Regions from separate parts of the Mus musculus genome. Here regions 2 and 3 are each linked to region 1. A link is a contact called in public HiCAR-type and HiChIP or PLAC-seq data. All regions are on one chromosome and are shown on one strand. The core of a region is the stretch at or near the end of the contact, and the rest is flanking DNA. Distances in the headings are between cores, read along the strand shown.

Evidence for each region. HiCAR-type assays count read pairs that join an accessible place to other places. HiChIP or PLAC-seq counts read pairs in DNA pulled down with a chosen protein or histone mark.
Region 2: a contact with region 1 is called in an H3K27ac HiChIP or PLAC-seq map of regulatory T cells, with 4 times the contacts expected there. The contact joins two enhancer-like sites. A contact is called at or near these places in 4 of 39 promoter capture datasets (the 3T3-L1 cell line, cranial neural crest and embryonic stem cells), 3 of 484 Hi-C or Micro-C datasets (cerebellar granule neurons, embryonic fibroblasts and liver) and 1 of 115 datasets of contacts at active chromatin or transcription factors (regulatory T cells).
Region 3: a contact with region 1 is called in a HiCAR-type map of fibro-adipogenic progenitors, with 2.4 times the contacts expected there. The contact joins two enhancer-like sites. A contact is called at or near these places in 2 of 484 Hi-C or Micro-C datasets (the 3T3-L1 cell line and embryonic fibroblasts) and 3 of 115 datasets of contacts at active chromatin or transcription factors (fibro-adipogenic progenitors, heart atrium and pancreatic cancer cells).

The regions. Positions count from the first base shown.
Region 1 is chr1:164,812,774-164,816,585 of GRCm38.p6, reverse strand. The region is part of intron 2 of Dpt (dermatopontin); the gene reads right to left. Among named protein-coding and RNA genes, the nearest start is that of Gm32569, 9.7 kb to the right of the region's middle. Within about 2 kb of position 1,840, at least 89 of the 459 cell types and tissues checked have an H3K27ac peak or open chromatin away from gene starts, as enhancers often do. A contact at or near this core is called in fibro-adipogenic progenitors and regulatory T cells, where this site is marked.
Region 2 is chr1:165,034,252-165,038,063 of GRCm38.p6, reverse strand. All of the region lies in intron 5 of Gm51669 (a long non-coding RNA gene), which reads left to right. Among named protein-coding and RNA genes, the nearest start is that of Gm51669, 25 kb to the left of the region's middle. Within about 2 kb of position 2,168, at least 14 of the 459 cell types and tissues checked have an H3K27ac peak or open chromatin away from gene starts, as enhancers often do. A contact at or near this core is called in regulatory T cells, where this site is marked.
Region 3 is chr1:164,621,129-164,624,940 of GRCm38.p6, reverse strand. No RefSeq gene overlaps it. Among named protein-coding and RNA genes, the nearest start is that of Gm26685, 120 kb to the right of the region's middle. Within about 2 kb of position 1,815, at least 26 of the 459 cell types and tissues checked have an H3K27ac peak or open chromatin away from gene starts, as enhancers often do. A contact at or near this core is called in fibro-adipogenic progenitors, where this site is marked.

The sequences.
Region 1 (3,812 bases), core at 591-3,090:
GGAGAGAGGAAGGTGGAGCTTCAATTCTTGGACTGGGTGTCTGAGGAGGACCACAAGGGGAGAGAGAAGAAGGTGGAGAGAGAAGACACCATGGGGTAGGTGAGTCATGAAAATATGACCATGAGGGCTGGCCAATTGGACTTAAGAGCAGCCCAGATGGAATATAGCAAGTAATAACTCAGGGTTATTGATAGGGAAGTAGACATAATAACACATAGGGTAGATATCTGCCCAGCTCCAGTGCTTTTGGTTTCTTTCTTGTTTTCTCTGTGTGTGTGTGTGTGTGTGTTTATATTTCCCTTTTATTTTTTTACATTTTTATTAGATATCTTCTTTATTTATATCTCAAATGTTATCCCCTTTCTTGGTTTCTCCTCCAAAAACCTCCTATCCCATTCCCACTCGCCCTGCTCATCAACACACCCACTTCCGCTTTCCTGTCCTGGCATTCCCCTACACTGGGGCATTAAGCCTTCATGGGACCAAGGGCCTCTCCTCCCATTGATGACCAACAAGGCCATCCTCTGCTGCATAAGCAGCTGGAGCCATGAGTCCCTCCATGTATACTCTTTGGTTGGTGGTTTAGTCCCAGGGAGCTCTGGGGTTACTGGTTAGTTCATATTGTTGCTCCTCCTATGGGGCTGCAAACCCCTTAGCTCCTTGGGTCTTTTCTCTAGATCCTTCATTGGGGATATAAATATAAAGGTTGTGTGTCCTTTATCTGAGAACTGAATGATCAAAGACGGGGTAGAAACCCTCAATTGAGGTTAAATGTTTACTACAACAAAACCCAAATGGACTTACATTAAAAAATAAATATAAATAGACAGGGGCAAAGAAGCAGGTGTCTTGGTCCCTCCCAGAGAGCTGGGCATTGGCCAAATAGGACCACATGCCATGTCCTCTACAGTCACATTAGTGCCCTTGTCTGTGTCGACAGACTGAATTCTGGGAACCTGGGCTGTGAGAGGGAACATAAAATGTTAGTGTCTATCCTCTGTGGCATTTGGGGGTTTCTATTTCAAACGGTTCAGATATGTATCACCACACAGCGGAAGCACAGTTCTCAGGATGTCTGTGACTTAAATTAGAAGAGGAAAGTCCCTGAACTTTTTTCAAATTGCTGTTTTGGAAGGGAGCCTCGAGCTCTTGCTTCAAGCCCAGGGCTGGTCGGCAGTGGTCACATTTGTTTTGATTACTGTTGACAGTCATAAGCCTGGCTACCCTGAGCTGTACATCAACAAGGACAGTTTCACCTCCAACTTCTCCTTCCCTCCAAATAAAGCAAACACCCCCCCCTCCTTCACTTTGCCATTAGATGTCTGCTGTGTTGCTGCCTAACACTTGATCTGTATTCTTATTTTCTTCCTGTGATAAAGGTAAGTGGCTGTACACTATACACATAACATGGGATCTAGAAGTGGCTGGACCTTTCTGAATCAAGCTCACTCTTTTGAAGAGCATCACAGCTTCCATATCTCATGGTCTCCACGAGCACAAGGATGATATCACTAAATAAATCAATATAATAGCCATGGTTCAGAACTTCTCCTAAATCTGTGAAATATACATATTTTCTATCCTTTCACATTTAGTAACTAATTGGATAAAGAAATGAAGGATGTCTTCTAGAGTCCTGTGGATTGAAGTGGACTTGGCTGTGATTGACAGGTTTGCTTTGTTCTAAGTGGCTCAGGTTGGGTGAGCTGATACTCTGACAATCAGACACATCTTTGAAGTGTCTGCGTTTGAAGTCTGAACACAAAACGGAGTATCTCCTATATGCGCAAATAGATGCCAACATTATAAATAGGGGACAGTAACTGTGACAGCTGCTCCAGCTGAGGAAAGGGACAATTGATTCTGCGCAGGCTCAGGGGAGCTGTGGTTCTCCAGAATGAGTGTACACAGGGCAGGGTGGTGGCTGCTTGTGAAAAACAGGAGTACCCACATGCAGTGTGCCCTCTTAAACACTAACATCCAGATTCATTTTATCAAGATATAGGAGCTTCCATCTCTGCAATAATAGCTCCTATGCTAGCTCAGAGCCATCAGTGTGTACAGTTCCTCTTTTTATCAGGCCTCTGGGAAACATGCTACAGGAGACCAGCCAGCCAGGGCAGGCTGACAGACTCCCTGACGGAAGGCCTATGAGCTCATTCCTGACTTGGACACAGCATCACAGGAATGGTCTTGCCAAGAAACCTCATCTAGTGTTAAAATCAGAACAAAGGTGCCCGATTTCACAAAGATTTTCTTTGACTGGATTATTCACAGTGGAAGAGAAGAGACAAATGCTCTCTTTAACTGACTTTTGTTGTTGAGAACTAGGAATGTCCAGGAATTAAGCGAAGCTACTCTCTGCCTTATAAACTGGACATGATGGGGAAGTCAGGGGGGAAATGATGGAGAATGCTGAGTTTGAGTGTCACAGAAAGCCAGTGACAGTGAAAGGCAATGTAAAGGTCATTTAAACAAGTGACTGTGTCCAAGCAGATCATTCTACAAACCTACTGATCAGTCATAGATCCAGAGAAGGATCATTAGGCAAAACAATAAAGAAGCGAACACGTTCCTAAATTCAAACCCCTCGGTCCCAGGATGCATATGCGCAGCTTCCATCCAGCAGGCCGACTGACTGGGATGTGACCTGGAGGAGCTGGAGCTGTTTGAGGACAGTGGAAGAGGCAAAAGGTCTCCGTAGTCTTGTTTGCCGCCCTTTTGGTGACATGTGTTGGCTGTTAACAGACCATTGGACTACAAATTTGGATTCTTCCAGCTAAATAAATATGTGTTGCATTTACATACTCATCTAGTCCAGTGGGAACCGATTAGAAATGGCATGCCTGCATCGAGCAGGAATTTACTTTCTTGCCAGGTTTCAGTGATGTTGTGATATCCAGAGAGATATCACGCTGAAATCAGAACAGCACCTTGGCTCCCACCAAACAAATAAATCCCACATGCATCTGGGAGTTGGTGATGATTTTGTTTTTCTATCCCGGAATGATATTATTTCTGAGTCTCTAAATGCTCGAAAATACAGAGGTGCCAGACATTCACTTGACAGGCTTCTCATGCATGCTGCAGAGAGAATTTCAATGTAGAAGGGAAGGAGGCTGCATTGGAGCATGCCTGCAATCCCAGCACTCTCAGGATACAAAGACAGGAAATGTCTGCTGAAAGTTTGAAGAATCCCTGATCTACAAAGGCAGTCCTAGACAAGCCAAGGATATATAAAACTTGTGTCAGACAAACACACAGGACTGGGGAGGTGTCTCAGTGATTCAAAGCACCTACTGTTCCTGCAGAGGACCAAAGTTCAATTCTCAGCACCCACATAGGGTAGCTTTCAATCTCCTATAGATCTACATCTAAGGGATCTAATGGTCTCCTTAGGATTCCATGGTGCCTGGACACACAGACACACAGATACACACATAGACACACACACACACACACACACACACACACAGACACACACACACACATGTAGGTGGAAAGGTTCATCCTTTCATGTGTCTAGTTCCACCATTTAATTCAAGTCAGCTAAAGTGACGTAAGAGAAGGTACCAAGGACAGGGCTTAGCAGCATGTCAGTGTGGGGAAGGTAGAACATAGCTGTCCATTCACCATGCAGGGCTGTTAAAAGGATCAAGCACAATAAGCCACACCCCCTAATAGTGCCACTCCCTGGGCCAAGCATATTGAATCACCACAGGTATGCATGCATATACACGAAGTAGTTTAAAAGTGAAAAAGCCAAGTGGTCACAGCATTTGCTATTCTCTGATTCATGGCTGTAGATACAA
Region 2 (3,812 bases), core at 919-3,418, 220 kb before region 1:
CATGAAGCAGGAGCTGATGCAGAGACCATGGAGTGATATTCTTTACTGGCTTGCTTCCCCTGGCTTGTTCAGCCTGCTCTCTTATAGAACCAAGATTACCAGCCCAGAGATGGCACTGCCCACAAGGGGACCTCCCCCCTTGATCACTAATTGAGAAAATGCCTTACAGCTGGATCTCATGGAGGCATTTCCCCAACTGAAGCTCCTTTCTCTGTGATAACTCCAGCCTGTGTCAAGTTGACACAAAACTAGCCAGTACAGGTATATTTTCAAGGTAGTCTCACATCTTCATCTCTGTTTCATGCTGAAGAATGTCAATGTCTGCCCGTGCCTTGTCATGAAGTCATTTCACCGTTGTTTGATTCTGGCAAAACAGGACGATATTGTAGACTGACGCTGTGAGAGCTGAGAGTCCCCCTTAAAAGCACCTGCAAGCTTCATTGCTTCATACACGTTGCTATCCTAGTTGGCATCAGCATTCTGCTCAATGACTATCTTTGCTTATTTAGGGTGTTAGTGGGCAATGAAGCCATGTAGTTGATGAGAAAACAGACTCACCCCTTCTGAGTGTGTCCAGATGGCTTACCTGCTAGACCCCCTGCTCACTGCCTAGCTAACAGATGTCCTTGATGTCTAGCAAAGAAAGTTCTGGTGCTCCAGTGTACAGGGTGGCCTGGGCATGAGAGTGAACATTCTCCTAAATCCCCCTCCCTGCCAAGTGTGCGTGACAACTACACCCACAGAGAGACTAGTTGCCTTTGCTTGCTCGTCATCAGAAGATAAGATGAACCCTGAAGGGAGGTACACGTTCTGTGGCAGAAGTGCCTTCTCCCGTGGCCTCTTTCTGCCCTGGGGCTTGGGGTGAGCTGTCACCTTCACATTGCCAACCTAGGACCCGCACAGGAAGTCTCAGCCACTTGCTGGCTCTGTGCAGGTTGGAAAAGTACACATGACAAGCATCCTTTGGCAGGCAGAGCTTGCAAAGAGCCTGGGAGGGTGGGTTGGAGCTGGTACCCTTCTAGGACAGTAACTCTGCCTTCCTTTTTCAAAGAGGAAATTGGCCCAATGTCCATGGACAAAGCTGCATGGATAAGACCTGTGAGCAGAACACAGAGCCCATGTTCTGCCTCATGACCATTTCCTACCGAAATGAAATAATGAGATTCTCCCTTGCCTCCCAGGCTTTGAAAGGAAACCTGCCCCCACTGGCACTCAGTCCCTGGCTCCTTCTCCAAATCATTACTCCTGCGTTTTAGCTGAGCACCTGTCGATTTCCTTGAGGGCTTTTTTCCTTTCTGTTCTCTTCTGTTGCCATCAACAGCTTGCTTTATGAAATCACTTCCCTAACTAATTAAATCACCATTCCCAGTAAATGTAGGCTCTGTTACAACACTGAGGGCCAAGTGAGGAAGGAGCACAGATCTGTGGTAGAGGTGAGGCTTCTAGAAAGAGTGGCTGTTGTGTTCAGCAGATAGCTTCCTTATGACATGTGAAATTTAATCCTCAATGACATGAGGATTTTCCATAAGTAAATCCTTTTTATTATTCCCACCTTACAGACATTGAGTGTGAGTTACAGTGGTCCCATGAGGCTCTGCGGGCTGTGACGCCTCTTCTGGTAGAAATCGAGGCATTGTGTGTATGTGTTTCCTGTCCAAACCTAATCAGTTGCACCTCTGCTCTCGAGGTCCTTTATCAGCGGTGGGGTAACAGCAAGGACAAGTAGAGACCACAACTGGATCTGCTTTCTTTTGTTTCAAAAAAATGACCACCCAGAAACACCAGGGACCCGAACTGGCTGCAAAACCATTTACTCTACATCTCATCTGTTTATTAGACGTGATTGGAAATAAAGTCCTTATCTGGGGGTGGGTGGGAGTGGGGGTGGAGAGGTGTCATAGGGTATGCCTGTTAGCCAAGCCAGCATGAAATGGATCGTGAGTTTGAAGGTGAACCAGCAGTTCACTGGGCCTTTTCTCAAAATAAAGTAGAAAGAAAGAAAAAAGCAAACAAGTGAGAGGTTACAACTTTCAACTAGTAAGCGTTGAATCTATCTATCTATCTATCTATCTATCTATCTATCTATCTATCTATCTATCTATCTGCTTCAGGCAGAGAGGGTTCAGAGACAGCAGGTGGCACTCTTTCTCCTGGAACAGATGGCTGCCTGCAGCTTGCCTTCAGACTGAGCAGGGGATGGACACAACCACTCTAAGGACTTGGCAGGCTTTAGGTACTCAAGAAGAACAGGACAAAAATTCTCTGCTCATAACTGTTGGCCAGATGTAAGCATCCTAGGGCCTGAACACACTCAGAGGCCCTACCTGGGCTTGGGCTACTGATGAGCTTGGATAGGCGTGGTCCCTTCCTATGACCTTCTCACAGTGACTGTGTTTCTAAAAGGTAATTAGTCCTCAGCTAAAGACACCTTCTGTACCTTTCTAGGCTTTAGACTGTGATGCAGGAGAGCCACGTGGCCTCTCAGTATGGTAAGTTTACTGCCACAGGGAACTGGGAGCTGGCCCAGAGGTAAAGCGCTTGCTGAATAAAGATGAGAATGGGAGGAATTTGGATTCTTAGCATCCATGTAAACACTGGGTGTGTGTGTGTGGAGACCTACCTACCTCAGTGATGCTTGGGAGGCAGAGAAAGAGGATTCCTGGAGTAAAAATTCTAACTAAACTAGTTGAATTGTTGAGTTCTGGGTTCAAGTGAGAAACTTTGTCTCAGTGTATAAGGTAGAGAGTAATCAAGGAGGATACTTAGCACCAATGTCTGGCTTAAACACACACAGACACAGACACAGACACAGACACAGACACAGACACAGACACAGACACAGACACAGACACAGACACAGACACAGACACAGACACAGACACAGACACAGACACACAGACACACACAGGCACAGACACACACAGACACACAGACACACAGACACACAGACACACACACACACCTGGACATACATAAAACACACACATACACACATAGATGTACATATCACACACACAGAACAAAAACATGATATACTTATCATAGGCCATATAGAAAGGTGAGAGACTTGGGATTTGATGTGCCATGTTGAGTGAGATATGTCCCCTGATGGGAGATGCAAGGATGGTAAGATCCTGGAAGACCCTTCTTGCCCAGAAGAATGGGGCTTCATTTGAGAGATGTTGGATATGGGAAACACCTTATATTAGGTTCACTTTCAGGACAAATTAAAAGATGCCCTTTGCTCCATGAATGTCACCAAACAATTCCATGTGAGGGGAAGTGTCCACTGAAGTAGAAGTGATGGAGCTGGTAAGGTCACTTGGCTTCAGGCAGATCACTTATCAGTGCTCCACAGTTGATTGTGATTAATTACTGGTGTGTGTGTGTGTGTGTGTGTGTGTGTGTGTGTATGGGGTAGAGTGTGCACACACAAGGGATTATTAAGAGTGAATTGTTTGGAAGAGAAAATATATAAGGCAGGGAGAAGAATCATGGGAATTCTGCACTTCTAGTCCCATGGTCAGTGTTGATGCTCACAGTGACCCAGCCCACTGAGGAAACCATGGGAGCCGAAGCTGATGCACATTGTGCAGTAATATGTGTGTGTGTGCGCTCATGTGTGTGCTCTTTATGTAGCTGGTGAGCCAGCCCTGAATGTCTCCTACTGAAGTTCACATCTTCTAGCTTTGAGGACAAGTTCAGTCAGCTAAGTTCTAGTGGAGAGACAGAGTGACCTTGTCTTTTGCTCCTGGAAGCACTGAAAAAAGTTTAATAGAGTGGAAAGGCATCATGGCTCATGGGTGGTAGTG
Region 3 (3,812 bases), core at 566-3,065, 190 kb after region 1:
GTTATGGTCCTAAAGGTCCCATTAGAAGCATAATCCCATTATTCCTAAAGAGCAAGACTGACTGATCCCCATTTTCTTTGGCTTCTTGCCTTGACATGTGGGCTCTCTCTTGTGACCATATCCCTTCCCTGTTACTATCTGCCATGAGTCCCTCATTGGAACCTAAATAAATGGAGTTACCCAATTTTGTGTTTTCAGACTCCAAAACTCTTCCTCCAAAAAAATATTCTTTTCTTAATACATTACCTCGACTGCAGTTTTTTTTGTTTGTTTGGTTTTTGCTACATTGATAAAAGACAGACTTCAGCTGGGCATACAGCTTCAATGACTCAGGCTCAGGACTTTAATCATAACTAAAAGCCATCATTGTGAACAAGTGTTACACAAAGCCTGTTTCTCTAGTTTCTAGTTCACTTCAGCTTTCAACTTGCCACAGCTCAGAGCTATATGAGAGGGTCTTAATTAAGGGATTGCTTGAATAACCTAGCCTATGAGTGTGTCTGTAGGTATTTTCTTCATTGATGATTGATATAGTTGGACCCAGCCTAAGGTGGGCAGTGCCATCCTTACTTCCTTCCCAAATTACTTTTGGTCATGGTAATTATCACAGAAACAGAAAGCAAATTAATATAGCTAGTTTAAAGCTTCCATGTTACAACCTATATTATTCTACAAGCTGTACTTATTTTTAAAGTCTAGGAAAGAGCATAGATGCATTCTGATGTTTTTCTTGGTACAGATCACCCTTTGAGATTACAGGAGAACTAAGCAAAGGCATGCTATTATCTTTCTTTATTTGTAAAGTAATATTACATAATTAATTGTATTATAATGCACAAGGGCCAAATACTGTGAGTTGAACATTAAAATTTGAAGTGCCTATCACAACACCCAAATGTTCAAAATTCCATTGTAGTATCTGGGATTTTTCTTAGCCAAATAATGATACCAAAGATTAATGACATTCATGTTTTTATCATTATTTAAGAAACAGACAGTACATAAAATATGTAAAAAAAATAATTTCTCTGGTTAAAAGTAGGGATGGATGGCTTTAATCTACTTCTCTATGTAACCGGCGTAATCTTCATCGTCCCTGGCAGCCCCAGGCAAACCTCCCATGGCTCCAGGGAGCACACTAGGAAATTCCAGGCTTATTATGAAATGCAAGGTTTGTAGTCATGGGGAAACTACAACAGGGAAAAATAATGAAGATATTAGCCAGTGCAGCACACAAAATGCATCGGCTTCAGAGAAAGTTATTCTAGAATTGGACTTGGTAAAATAGAAGCTGTGAGCCTGAGTTGGTAAACTCTAGGCCTTTTCTGATCTAGACAAATTTCTGTTTCTACCACCCAGGAGCCACCAACCAGAGTATTGAGAGCATGAAGGACAGTCATCTCTATGTGTGGAATTTCTCCTCCTACATGCACATACATGTATACATATAGTATACACATGTGTAGTATATTTATACATTGTATACATACATCTGTATCTGTGTATATATATATATATATATATATATATATATATATATATATACTTATACATTTGTGTATATACTATACATATATACTGTGTATATAAATGCATATGTATATATGTACAACATGTATATGCATGTATATGGATGTATGTATCATGTATATATACATATATACGTATATGTAAAGTATACATGATACTAGGAGAGCATCGAGATACTTGTCGTTTAAATACTGTACATGTGGACGAAGCAAACCTTTTAGGGCTGGTCCTGCTCTGTGGCCCATTAGTCATGTTGGAAGAGACCCATACTCTTACTCATCTTGTATGATAATGTTGAACAGGAAAATGTGAACTGTCAGTAGTGATATGTTATGAAGAAAATTGAAGTGAATAGACCTAGGATGATGTCCCCATACTACATGATCTTTTAAACACAATTCCAGGCACTCTGTCTCATACAGTACCAGTTTTTGAATTGATTTTCTCTTTCTATTCCTGATATAAGAAATAAAAATAAATAAAAATTTTTAAAAGACATGAAAATCCATCCATTTGTTTTGTTTCCCAAAGTACGTGAGTAAACACTGGCTTGAATTCTTAAATATCATCTGTTTCAGCACAGTTGTAATTAATATGTTCTAAGCTTTATTGTTTGTTTGTTTGACATCGATACTTTAATGAATCCATTAAACGGTTTAAGTGATACTTATTAGGAATAAGTTAAGTCAAGTCTACTTCCTTCTCAGCCTGTCTTTTCTCCTAAGGATAGGAGTGATGATGGTGTAGGGTGGTGAATCACTAACCACAAGGCATGAGGTCAGCCACATAACAGACTTCCCTATGTAAGTACCTTACAAACCAAATGTAACTAGTGTGTCATAACAATGTGCTCAGAACCACAGGTGATCAGATTAGCTGCTGGGGGCCTTCAGAAATCTTCCTCTACTTAGTCGAAAGCCAAAAATAATCTCTGTGTTCCCAAGAAAGTAGTAATTGAGTCTTTTCCTCAAACATCCAAGACACTGACACTTTACCACTAAATGCATGTCCATAATTGCCCAGTAAGGCTCTGCTCTTAGCTCTTGGGTGTAACCCTCCTAACTCAGATACGATGCAAAGATTTTTATATGCGTGATGTGATTTGAGTGGCACTGAAAATGAAATCTGTTTCAGAGTACCTGAAACTTCACCTTCAGACTCAACCTTCTCCATCTTGAAAAGGTTTTTCTTTGAAAATAAGATTTAAAAAAAAAAAAAGAACCTGTCTAAGCCATATACGAAACTGTTGTGTAGATGGACTCAACCCAAGAGTTTGCTGTTAACCATGGTATCATAGCCCACAGGGAAAAGAATACCAGAGAGGTGCAGGGAGTTGCAGGTAACATTGCAAAGAGAAGGGTTGGAGATTGGCAGGCACTAAAACTGCCTCCCTGCCTTTCCAATTTCTATGATATATCAGTATTGGCACCAAGACTGTGTGCACAATGGTCATGTTTCCTACAGTGCTGACAAATATATTGTGTCAGTTATAACATGTTCCTCGGTTTTCTCTAATGCCAACTATGCCCATACATCAAGTAACTCACTCCCTTGGTCACTGTTATATTGCTGTAAAGAGACACCAAGACCACAGCAACTCTCAAAAGAGAAAGCATTTAATTGGTGGCTTGCTTACACCTTCAGAGGATTAGTTAATTATCACCATGGCAGGGAGCATGGTGGCATGTAGGCAGACGTGATGCTGGAGAACTACGTTCTGATCTGCAGAGAGAGAGGATGGGGTAGAAGGAGGGAAAGGCTGGGTCTGGCCTGGGTGTTTGAAACCTCAAAGCCTGCCCAGAGTGACATACTTCCTCCAACAAAGCCACACCTACCTCAACAAGGTCCCGCCTACTAATCCTTCTCAAATATTGCAACTCCCTAGTGACTAAGCATAGAAATATATGACCTATGGGGACCATTCTTATTCAAACCACCACACTTACTGAGATGAGAAAGGAAAATTCCAGAACTATAGCAAGCATTCCTGGGTGATTCAATCTGTTCTGTGTGAGGCGCAAGCCTCCTGTGCTCATGCTTCATTAACACTGTGTCTTTACCGCAAGGCAGAGGTCCACGTTACCACGCTCAGTGAAACATAGCCAGATCACTTACACTGGAAGGACACAACCATGCTGGAACTCTTAGTGGTGCACACATCTGCAAGTGAAGAACAAGGAATGGAACAGAGAAGTAGATAAATGGAGCAATATGTAGTAATTTTATCCTGTCCTCTCTTCTGTGTCTTTTTTTCAGTTCTTGTGTTAGTAAAGTGAGCTGGA